Linked DNA regions of Hordeum vulgare: region 2 is linked to region 1. A link is a contact called in public Hi-C data. All regions are on one chromosome and are shown on one strand. Each heading gives the region's core, a stretch centred on a gene start, on an enhancer-like site or on the middle of the called end of the contact. The rest is flanking DNA. Distances are from core to core; before and after follow the strand shown.

What was found. A called contact is a pair of places that touch in the nucleus more often than the background predicts.
Region 2: a Hi-C map of seedling shows a contact between it and region 1, with 3 times the contacts expected there. The contact joins the promoter of LOC123402030 here to the promoter of LOC123406337 in region 1. A contact is called at or near these places in 2 of 6 Hi-C or Micro-C datasets (leaf and seedling).

What each region holds. Positions count from the first base shown.
Region 1 is chr6H:148,960,258-148,962,994 of MorexV3_pseudomolecules_assembly, reverse strand. LOC123406337 reads right to left here and starts at 1,422. Exons shown (of 10, transcript XM_045099833.1): 1 at 1,079-1,422. The coding sequence starts at 1,255.
Region 2 is chr6H:149,413,994-149,416,730 of MorexV3_pseudomolecules_assembly, reverse strand. It overlaps LOC123402030 (protein ABHD18), which reads right to left and starts at 1,403. Exons shown (of 6, transcript XM_045095887.1): 1 at 1,237-1,403; 2 at 76-523. The coding sequence starts at 451.

The sequences.
Region 1 (2,737 bases), core at 173-2,672:
GGCCTTCATGGATTTTCTCGTCCAAGTGACTCTACTCCAGGAACTGCCAAGGGGTGGCTCACTTCAAGGATATGTGGAGCGTTGATCTGTCTTTAAAGATCAAGAGTTTCACTTGGCAACTTGCCAGAGGTCGTGTTCCTTCTAATGACCAAATCCTGAAGTATCACGGTCGTCCTGTGCATTGTGTGGTGAGGAGTAAAATGTGCCGCATATCTTCTTCGCTTGTCACCTTGCACATTTCATGTGGAGTGGCGTCTGCCAGTTACTTGGGTGTGGCTGGGATCTGGCTAACTTTACGGATTTCTTTGCTGTCCCTCAAGGGTTTCTCGGTCACCCTAGAGGTATTCTTTGGTTTTATTTTGCGAAGGAATTAATGTTAGGCTCTATGGAATATTAGAAACAAATTAACCACTGAATGTGGGTTGCCGAAACATCATGTTGACTGCATCTTCAGAACAATCATCTTTCTTCGGATTTGGAGGGCTGCCGCCAAGCAGAGGAACAAGAGCATGCTGGACTTGGTGATGGGAGCACTTAGGGAATTGCATGTGGCCACAGCACCACTAAGGAGCAATCAGCTTTTCTTTCTGATCTATCGTTTTCGGCGTCTGTTTCTTTTGGATTGTACTCAGATCTCAAGCATGTACTCAGCATACTTCCATACTGTTGTTTGACTTTATTAATACGTAAACTCTGTTTCGCCCAATTACTATGATTGGCTGGAGCGTAACTATTCCTTGGATCTCCTGCAGGATATCAGCCTGCACATCCCTCAACAGCAAAAGATCGCATCACTCGTGCAAAATCAATAGATATTAGGCATGAAAGGTCAGAAAATGCAATGGAGTCTGATGCTCAACATGAGAAGAATGCCTCGATTGCAAATGGGTCTGATAGTCAAATGCCATTTTCCTCTGCACAAGGAAAGGGTTCAGGGATTCACCGGGCACTGAGTACTCGAATTTTTATACCGCATAAACGTGCTAGCTAAATCTCCACTTCGAAGTCGTACTCAAACCATGAACGCGGAATAATGAAGCACGCAGCGGGGAAAAAAAATGGGGTGGAGGGTACCAACCTGCCTCCGGAGTTGGGCGTCGCGGAGCTTGGCCTCGATCTCTTCGGCCGTTGCCGGCGCGTCGGCGCTTGACTCACTCGCCTGGAGGAGCCTCCTCCTGATCCGCCGCGGCACCCTGGCCACCGGCGAACCCTCCTCGGCCGGTATGTCTAGTGCCACCGCCTCCGGTACCGTCATTCGCTCCGCCCACCGATTCCTGGCCAGGTTTAACCCCAAATCGAGCAGACCTACGCGCCGTCGCGTCAGATTCCGCCGGGGATCGCACGAATTCGGCGAATGGACTGTCGCTGTCGCTGCTCTCGTTGGGGACTGAAATCCGTACTCCGTGGAAGGAAACCGGTACTAGGTCGAAACATGGGAACTCGGGATTATACCGTTGGATCTGAAATCTGTGGACTGGATCACCCTTCTACGTGTACCACGTTTTTTGTTGTTTCAATCAGATAAGGGCAGTGCTCTTCCCTGCGCGCCATCCATCAACCTGGCGCGTTCGCACCGTTCATCTTCATGCAACATTTTTTCTTCCAATGCAACAAAATTCGTCGCGATGCAGCAAATTTTCAACTGTTGCAACAAAAAACAAAAATTGTAGCAAAAAATATCTACGTGATCGTAGCAAAAAAAGGAAGCTGATGGTGCGTGACAGCAAAAGTCAAACGTCGGTTGTAACAAATATCTACGTGAACGTGTATGCAACTTTTTTAGTAAACGGTTGCATCAAAAAATGATGTCGGTTGCAGCAAAAATTAACACGGTTATAGCAAAAGTAAAAAACATCGATTGTAACGAAAAATCGGACGAACTGGAGTTGAAACCAAACGTATATGCAGCTTTTTTATTAGACAAATGTAGCAAAAAAACACTTGCAGCAAATATGACGTTGGTTGCAACAAATTTAGACGAAAAATGTTGCATCCACTGACCAGCGAAGCGCGCGCGTGCGAAAAATGTTGCATGACCCGCGCGCGCGAGGGAGCGACCGGCGCGTCGGTTCGGCCGACGCGCCGTATGAAAACGTTTCCCATCAGATAAGCTCGATATTACCGGAACGAAAAAGTGTGCACTTTTGATGCTATGGAACGTTGGGCACAATAGCTAAATGTCAGTCGACTAATTTTAGTTATTGTGATCAGTTTGAAGGAGAAGGAAAAATAATGAATGGGCTCGCTAAAGATTTACCCCCATTGTCTATCTTAGGTGGGGGTGGAGGCGAAAGAACGACGGTGGTGCAACTTTGCCAAAGAAAATATTCATCGACGCTGAGGCTGGAGGGATGGTCAGGGTGACGGCAAGACCGTCGATGGGGGCGTTTTCGAGGAGGGCGAGGCGGCGATATTACGCAGGAACGCCGCAGGCCGTGGGTGGTGGTCACACGCGGTTCGGCCGACGGCCCGTACGGTTGTGTGAGAAGAATGATAACTAAGGAAGAAGACATGAGTAAGAAGAAAGGTCAGGCGTCGCACGATATTCATCAAATGCTCCAGAATAATCGACTCGCCCCAATATAAAAGCCAGTCGACTTAGATGTAGCCACGCCCAATGTTGGGTTTAAGCTATATGAAGCGGTAACCCTAAGTGCTCGGTAGCATCGGAAGATCATCGGAGGTGGCGGGGCTTAGAGATATTGAGAATCGAGGTGGTCAGAGTGGATACTTTGGG
Region 2 (2,737 bases), core at 154-2,653, 450 kb before region 1:
ACCCAACATTAATTCAAAGACGAAGATGATAATGGTACACCAAGATAGAGTAAGATCGAGATACAAATTTTGTACCTGCCAAATGGACCACGCAAGCCATCTTCTCTGGTGAGACATCCTTGGGCGTAAGAAAAGCAACTCTTGCATTGTGACTCTCAGGAGGCAATGCATCAATTAGTCTCTCATCACATGTTGTCCGGAAAACACCCTCTCGCAGACAAGAGTTCTTTGTCTCCCAAACTGTTTTCCATTTAGGCTGCACAGCAGTTGGTGGCCAGCTCTGGCAAGGCGCTTCCGGGAAAAGCTGCTTCACCATCCTCTCTAACAAATCAAGTTTGGTACCTCCCCATCCCTTTGAGAAAAATGGTGTTCCTAATTTCGTGCGATGAAGGAGAGTCCCATATATATGGTCCAATACATAATGTACTAACCCAACATTCACGGATACCATATTCAAGAATGTCTGATTAAAGTTGATTACTCCACTTGACCACAAATTACAACCAGAAACACCGACAAATGCCTGCGCCAAAACATTTTAACAATTGTCCAAGTCAGCATATATTACATAACAGGAACATTATTAACAATTAAAAGCAAGGGAATGGTTTCCAGCGGTAACTTAAAGCAAGAATAAATTGAAGCAAGCCCGCTAGTAGCTTAAATTTTTGGATATAAAGCATAGCCCACTAGGAAAACAAGTATGGAAGGGATTCGCCGGAGCAATGCAGCATCATGGCATCAGACATTGAGATTCAAGGACAACAGTCACATCACAGACACCTACACATCAACTAAAAGCAGCATCTCTGCCAAAGGAAACGGACCTAATCGAGGCAGATCTGGAAGATAATTACTCGAGGTATTCGACAGGAGAGGAGACAGGACACCTGACGACGCCCAATGCAGGCAAATCCAGGCGCGCTCACATCTAGTAATAACTATCCAGGCCAGGAATCCAGCTCGCTGTGAAGGCTGCAATGCTCGAGCCGACCAGGCAGACGCCGACTCTCTTAAGAAGCGCACCTGCCTAATCCGTGGCGGACGGGAGCCAGCGACGACGGCGGCGGGACGCCAAGAGACCACGGGAGCCTCGCGGTCCGTCGGGAGGCAATCCGGATCGAGATCCACGGGAGGGGGGGAGGGAGAGTCAGAGAGAGACGGAGGCCGCGAGAGAAGCGGTCGCGGGGAAGGGGGTGGGGGAGATGGAGGGGGCGGTGGCGCGCCGTGAATTACCTCGTTGGATCCGCGGCGGCGCGAGGAAGGCGGCGCGGGGATCGCTGGCGTGGGGATTGTCGCCGGGTGCGGATTGTGGGACGGAGGCTGGAGATTTGGAACGAGTTCTTTTTGGCTGCGTTGTCGGGCGCGCGCGAGCGAGGGGGGAGAAGGTATAGGAGGACACGGTGGGCGACGGCCGCGGGGACCCGCACTCGGTTTTGGATGAGGACATCGAGGCGGATAAGGTGCAGCCAGGGAGCGGATGATGCCTGCGCTGCCTACGCGCCGATTGCGACGTGCGTGTACAACACGAGTTTCTAATCGAAACGGACACCGAGTAAAGTTGATCAGCTTATCTTCACCTAAAACACACCGAGTTGATTTTACAAAAAAAAATCATTACTGTTTATGACATTAAACTCGTAGTATATATTAAATATTTTTTTAAATACTCATATCTTTTAAACCGTAACTCCAAATTTAACATATTATACATGGAATTTGATTAGAAAAATATGTATAATTTAAATATGATATTATTTTATCTGTTAAACGTTTAATAAAAATACTATCTAGGGTGCAATCTTAATAAAGAAGTCACTATTCGTCTTTCTTTCATACCGGTACTCATCCGGGTTGGGAATGAACACGTCAACAAAATCAGGATTAGAGATGAAACTGAAGGTCACTTGACTGATTCTTTGTACGTATTAAATCTACATGCAAGCCGTGTTAAAATAGAAGACCTGTGAAATTTTAAACTGCATTTTTGTAGGATAAGACCATCTTTATTTGTATCGTAACTATAAATTCTCAAATTATAGACATTTTTTATAAATTAAGAGCGTGTGTCGTGTGATATTTTTTTCTCCCGTTGCAACGCATGGGCCCTTTTGCTAGTTAATTCTAAAAGGGAAGCACTTTGCGCCTGCACGCCGACCCAACTGTTGGGCCGGTCGTCCTGCAGCCGTCAGATCTGTCCCTTCCGAACCATCGGATTCTATCTTTCCCAACCTTCAGCACGCGCACGGGAAAAGGAAGAGGCCCGCCTCGCACGCGCCGACGCCCCAGCACGCGCCGACCGCCTCGCCTCGCCTCCTCATCGCTGGTCGCCCTCACCGTCGGTCGCCGCCTCAGCCGCCGGTCGAAGCACCATGGATGCAGCTCCGCGACTCAGCTCGTCCAGACCACTCGCCGCCCCGCGCTCCGGGACTCAGCTCGCCCACCATTCGCTGCCCCCGCCGCTGCTCATGCCCGTCGGTCTTCACCTTGTCGGTCGCACCTCACCCCCTGTGTTGCAAACGCTGGAAAAAAAGTTTCAACCGTGTATAGAAAAGCTTCAACCGTTAAAAAAAACAGCTTCAACCAAAAAATTCAACGAGGGAAAGTTGCAAACGTTGATAGAAAAGCTTCAACCGTATATGGAAAAAGTTTCAAACGCCGCTCCGGCTGCAGCATCTCACGTGGTCACTCCTCAAAAAGTTGCAATCATGTATAGAAAAGCTTCAACTGTTAAGAA